2 separate regions of the Pan troglodytes genome follow, and region 1 is linked to region 2. Evidence: chromatin contacts called from public Hi-C data. All regions are on one chromosome and are shown on one strand. Each heading gives the region's core, a stretch centred on a gene start, on an enhancer-like site or on the middle of the called end of the contact. The rest is flanking DNA. Distances are from core to core; before and after follow the strand shown.

The links. Hi-C and Micro-C count contacts between places; a contact is called where the count stands out from the background.
Region 1: a contact with region 2 is called in a Hi-C map of stem cell-derived neural progenitor cells, with 2.9 times the contacts expected there. The contact joins the enhancer-like site here to the promoter of PANK2 in region 2. A contact is called at or near these places in 2 of 7 Hi-C or Micro-C datasets (a lymphoblastoid cell line and stem cell-derived neural progenitor cells) and 1 of 1 datasets of contacts at active chromatin or transcription factors (stem cell-derived excitatory neurons).

Annotation. Positions count from the first base shown.
Region 1 is chr21:10,674,242-10,677,349 of NHGRI_mPanTro3-v2.0_pri, forward strand. No RefSeq gene overlaps it. Among named protein-coding and RNA genes, the nearest start is that of RNF24, 50 kb to the left of the region's middle. Within about 2 kb of position 1,675, at least 10 of the 24 cell types and tissues checked have an H3K27ac peak or open chromatin away from gene starts, as enhancers often do. A contact at or near this core is called in stem cell-derived neural progenitor cells, where this site is marked.
Region 2 is chr21:10,494,895-10,497,981 of NHGRI_mPanTro3-v2.0_pri, forward strand. PANK2 (pantothenate kinase 2) reads left to right here and starts at 1,634. Exons shown (of 7, transcript XM_063803271.1): 1 at 1,634-1,757.

The DNA of each region.
Region 1 (3,108 bases), core at 425-2,924, 180 kb after region 2:
TTTACTGGAAAGAATAGGAAAAAACACATCTACTCCATATTTCTGAGAGTTGAGGTGTCATAGGTTGATTTAACCATGCCACTGATGCCTTTAGCTCTATCTGCCATGCAGCAGGTATCTTCTAGGTCCTTCATGGGGACCAGGCACTAGTTGAGGCCAAAGAGGAGACAAAGACTGACTCTGACTTCAGGAGCTCACAGTTTTGCGGGAACACAGGACTTTGCCCCAGGTAAGCTTGGATAGTGAAGAATAAGATGCTATAGAGGAAGGAATTACTTGAATGGCCTGGTTGGGGAGAGCTTCCTGGGAGGGTGAAAGTGGAGATAGGGTATTTTGGTAAATTTTAGAGAGGAGCTGCAGGAAGTACAGGTGCTAGGAGAGGAGCAGAGGTCCAGAGGGGTAAGTAGGGATGGCAGGAGGCAGCAGGGAGAGAGCTTGCCTGGTTGGGCCCTCAGGTGAAGCGAATGAGCCTGAAGGACACCATGCACAGGGGCTTGACAGTACTATCTTCAGAACAGGAATCTGGGGATCAACTGTGACATGGCAATTGTGTGGGTGAGCAAAGATGGTGGCCTGGCCAGTGCAGTGGCTATGGGGTGGAGAGGAGAGAACAGGATCAAGAGGCATTTAGAAGGTAGAACTGATGGGTGTCTGGATTGATCTGGGGAAGAAAGAGAGAGGAATTAGATGTGAGGCTGAGATTTCCAGCTGAGGTCTCTGGGGAAGAATGGTGCCATAAACACGCAGAGAGAGGAGACAGAGAGGGGAACCAATCTTTGGAATAAGAGGATGAGATTTTGGCCACTGGTACCCAGAGGCCCTTCTTCAGAGAATGATGCAATGAGACCGAGGTGAATATTTTCTCTGAGCACTGAAGTTTCAGATCAAATAAGCAACAGATTTCTGCTCTGTGAAAGCACTGTAGTCAAAAGGCAGCACATTGCAAATTTCAAAGAATAAGGGACTATCCTCTACTTTTGAGAGAAAGAAATGGAAGTCACACGCCAAAAAGTTGAAGTCTCTCCTAGACTCAGATGTCCTCAGTCTTCATCACTCTCTCTGGGTCTGATGGTCAGGAGGCCTAATGCTCAAGCTGTAAGGCGAAGCTCCTTAGAACCACTTGAGTCACCTGTCCGAAGCTGAATTGCATGATGGCTTCATTCAGAGCCACCCAAATCATTCTGGCCAATCACGGGCAACTGTGGATGGTTCAATGGCACCTTCCTTTCAGAGAATAGAAGTCCCAGGAGGGCAGGGGTCTTGGTCTGATTTGTTCACTGAAGAATCCCAGGTGTCTAATAGGCTGCTGGTATATAGTAGATGCTAAATAAATACTGGTTAAATAAATGAAGGATTGCAATGGGTTTGGGGGAAGTCTGAGGCCAGGGTTAGGGGTCACACCAAGGTCAGGTTTTTAAAGTATAGGATCCCATTTTTGGTACTGAAACGTGGTTGGGGTATTTAGGGGTCTGCCTATTGGGACAAAGGTTTCTTGGAGGACATTGCACACCTCTCAACCTGAGGACTCCTTATGGGCTCAGGGGAGCAGCTACTGGCTGAGATTTTTAAAGCAGGGTCTCAGTCAGTGAAAGCCTGGCTTGCTTTCCCTGAATAGAGCTATGCACGTGCCTGGCCATGGGGCTCACAGCTGCCCCCTGGTGGTCAGCCACAGCCCCCTGCCAACTCTTGGACGTGGTATTTTTCCAGCCTTAAGTCAGGCAGCAACGGCACATCCTAACGCAGGGTCCGTCTGGTTCCCGGGCCCCAGGTGGCGAGGGAACAGGAATGAGGGCTCTCCGGCACTCTCCGCTTTGCCCTTGGCCTCCTTTTTTCATCAGGGAAGACTCAGGGGAGGGCCTGCGCTGTGCCTCTCTTCAGCATCTGTGAAGATTCTGCCAGCTCCCCAGCCCCGTGCTCTCCGAGGGCATTTTTGTGCATGCAGGGCAGATTCCGGATTCCAAGAACGTCAGTCATGGAATGACCTCTCTCCGGCCCCTTGGTGTGACCTCACTGTCTTGCCTCCTCCACCTGCACGTTCTTTGCCAGCCTGTAGGTCCTATCGTGGGGACTCCTCCCTGTCCTCTGCCAATTTGAAGTGGGAACTCAGATGAGTGCCTCTGACTTTTTTTTTTTTTTTTGAGACGGAGTCTCGCTCTGTCGCCCAGGTTGGAGTGCAGTGGCGCGATCTCGGCTCACTGCAAGCTCCGCCTCCTGGGTTCACGCCATTCTCCTGCCTCAGTCTCCCGAGTAGCTGGGACTACAGGCGCCCGCCACCACGCCCGGCTAATTTTTTTGTATTTTTAGTAGATACGGGGTTTCACCGTGTTAACCAGGATGGTTTTGATCTCCTGACCTCGTGATCCACCCGCCTCGGCCTCCCAAAGTGCTGGGATTACAGGCGTGAGCCACCGCGCCCGACGGAGTGCCTCTGACTCTCACAAGGGCTCGTGTCTTCAGTTCCAGGCAGGCCCTGGAAGGGCATGGGGCAACATCTGGGGCGCCCCCACGGCTGCCTCTCTCTCCCCCCACGGCCCTGTGCCCCTCAGCAAAGCTTCTTCAGAACAGCTCTTTGGACAGCAGCTCTCAGGGCATCTGTAGCTGGTGCCAGCCTACACCCCCCATGCAGCTATAATGGACAGCGAGGGCATAGGCTCTGGCCATAGGACCCCACAACCAGCACCACCATGTTCTGAGTTAATGGTGGGAATTTATCTCCCAGCATGATCTGACATGGTCTGACAGCAAGTCCATGACATTCTGCCTCCATGGTGTGGACACCTGAGGCAGATGGGTTGGATGTGGGTGGGGAGATAGCCCCCTTCATCGCAGGCAGGAGGAACATGCTTAGGGTACTACGCTGTAGGGTCAGGTCTTTATGCTTCTCATCATGCAGAGCAGGCTTAGGGGCTGTGTCTGCAGCCCCTCCCTGTTTCCCAGGGATGAAGAGACGGGGCAGGCTCTCCGCAGCTCTGGGGAAGTTTTATTCCCTCTTCTCCCCCTCCCTCTGCACTTCCTTCCCTCTCTTGTGTTCCATCTTAGTCCATTTCTGCTGCTATAACTGAATACCACAGACTGGGTAAGTTATAAAGAAAATAATGTATTTGGCTC
Region 2 (3,087 bases), core at 384-2,883:
AGTAAGTGGCTCCACAGGCCACCACAACAGGCACGCACCACTACGCCCAGCTAAGTTTTCTATTTTTAGTAGAGACAGGGTTTCACCATGTTGGGCCAGGCTGGTCTGAAACTCCTGACCTCCAGTGATCCGCCCGCCTCAGCCTCCCAAAGTGCTTGGATTACAGGCATGAGCCACTGTGCCTGGCCTATTTTTTTAAATTTTTTTATTTTTTGTAGAAGTGGTCTCGAACTTGTGCAGTGGCACGATCTCGGCTCACTGCGACCTCCGCCTACCGGATTCAAGTGACTCTCCTGCCTCAGCCTCCCAAGTAGCTGGGATTACAGGTGCCCACCACCACGCCCAACTAATTTTTGTGTTTGTTTTTTTAGTAGAGACGGGGTTTCACTGTGTTGGCCAGGCTGGTCTCGAACTCCTGACCTTGTGATTTGCACGCCTCGGCCTCCCAAAGTGCTGGGATAACAGGAGTTGAGCCACTGCGCCCAGCCGCTTTCTTTTGGTTATCATAAGGCGGGCAGTAGCTGAACTTCTCAGGAGTCCAAGCTCTGTCATTCTTTAGGCTTTGTGCTTCTGGATAAGTTGCCTCATCATCCAAATGTTACTGCAAGGACTAAGTGAGATGTAGAGGCAGTGGGCAAATTGTGTAAAAATACTACTGTTTCAAGTGTTTTGATGTTGGAGTTCATCTTGCCAGCCAAGGGATGATGATACTTTGATTCTTCAGGATGATCAGAGCTCACAGACTTGGACGGAAGCTCCCTCAGGTCAAGGAGGACCACATTTTTTGGGGGGTGGAGAGAGGAGGCAGAAGGAGAAGCAATGTCAGGCACTGAGATTTAGAAGAGCAGCTACAGCTGTTTTTGGTTCTTGTAGATCCATCTGTGTTGGCTTCCTGCAGGAGCTAGAATTTTCAGAGCTAGTCCTACAGTGAGGGGAGCTAACGTGGAGTGGGCATGAGAATTCTATTCAGCAAGCACAAGTGAAGCTCAACCTTTTTGTTCAGCCTGCTACAACCAATCATTATGGGAGAGGGGAATAAGGATCACTGCCCAAGGGGCATTACAGTCTCCCCAGGGAGGCACTCTTTTTTATTTTTTATTTTTTTTGAGACGGAGTTTCGCTCTTGTTGCACAATACTGGGTCACTGCAGCCTCCGCCACCCGGGTTCAAGCAATTTTCCTGCCTCAGCTTCCCAAGTAGCTGGGATTATAGGCATGGGCCACCACGCCCCGCTAATACGGAGGCACTTTAAATTAGCCCACAGTCCAGTGAAATTTGACGGAGTGAGGAAGTGACCTCAGAGTACAGAACAGGATGGGATCCTTCCGGGCTTGGGCAGCCTTTGGTAGTGGGAATGCTTGGAAGGGTCAGGGTCTCAGTCCTGGAGGTGACAAATTTTTCTCTCCAAAAGAGAAAGGAAGATGATTAAAAAAAAAATCCATGCTCCAAAGCGGCAGCCAAATCCTTCTATGGCCCCCAATGCATCACCCAGAAAGGGGCTCCAGACTCTCCTGCAAAAGGCCAACTCTACTTACCGGCTCCCACTTCCCCTCCTTCGCCACAGGAGGGTGGCGAAGGATTTATAACCCACCTCTTTCTTTCAGTTGCCATGGAGACAAGCCCCAGTCCTTTCATTCCTTCTGGTACCTCTCTCTCCAACGCAGGCGGAAAGGAGGCGGCTTAGCCCAAACATGCTGGGGGAGGGGCTGGCGGCCTCGACGGCAGCTGCGGAACTAGGCCGCGGGACAAAGGCTAAGGTCAGCCGCGGTTCAAGCCCTTTCGTCTGCCGACGACCAGCGGCCAGACGCTGCGGGAGCACTGCTGGGCTGGAGGAGGGCTCGAGCTGCGAGGACGGCACGGAGCAGCGGGGTGGGGCTCGGGGTCGCCCCAGGAGAGTTCCGCGGCCTGGGGGGGCAGAGGCATGCACAAGTGGGGGCGAAAGGAGGGGGTGGATGAGGAGGCTCGGGCCCTTCCACCCACGCGTCCATTGGGCGGCGCCGCCATCACTCTCTTCTGGGCTACACCGCCTTCTCTTCCTCCGCGGAACCCGGATCCCCTCCTCCACCACCCTCTCCCCGCCCCGTCACGATAGCCTCTCATTGGACGGAGGCACGGTCAATCCTCGTCGAGTTAGGGAGCCGACTGGACGCGAGGCCTTTGGGCCGTCCCCAGCCTCGTCGGATTGGCTTCCCGCGCGTTGGCGCAACGGAAGAGGCGGCCGGCCGAGGGCGCGCCTCTGCTCTGGCTGGACTGCCGCGGAGGAGGCGAGAAGGAGTCCGACGCTGGGGGGCTTGCTGGGGCGGCAGCGGTGGCTGCTGCGGATGGGAGCGGGCCGGCTCGGCGCGCCCATGGAGCGCCACGGCAGGGCTTCCGCCACCTCCCTCTCGTCGGCTGGGGAGCAGGCGGCCGGGGACCCCGAAGGGCGGCGGCAGGAGCCACTGCGGCGCCGGGCGAGCAGCGCGTCGGTGCCCGCGGTCGGGGCCTCGGCTGAGGGCACGAGGCGGGATCGACTGGGCTCCTACAGCGGCCCCACCTCGGTCTCCCGCCAGCGCATCGAAAGCCTGAGGAAAAAGCGGCCGCGTAAGTGTCCCGTGGGGCGCCCTCCCGGCCCGCCCTGCCCCCCCTTCCGGCCCACCCTGTCCCCTTCCGGCCCCGCCGCCGTTTTTCCCGCGCGCGGACACTGTCCCCGCACGGTGGTCCCTCGTTGGTGCGTGGCCTGACATCCGGCTGGAGGCCTCGGGTGCTCCGAAAGCGGTACCTTCAGGGACCCCCCCCGCACCCATTGGTATGCACTTCCCGCTTGTTGGAGTGGAGGGCTTTTCCCCAGGACCTGTCCTCCCTTTTCTTAGCTCCTTGGCATTCTCTTCCCGAGGGTCACATGATTTTATCCTCGAGAAGGCTTCTTTTGACTCATTTCCACCTCCTCTCCTCCCAAATCCTTTGAATCCCCAATGTTTGTTTTCCGTGGGTTTCCAAAGAGCTGCTCTCTAATACTTTCAAGTCCCTTTTATTGGTCAATTTCGGGCTTACTGGAAAATGGTTAACTGCCCCTTGAGTTGCACCAGGCCTAGAACTGTATTCCGTGCA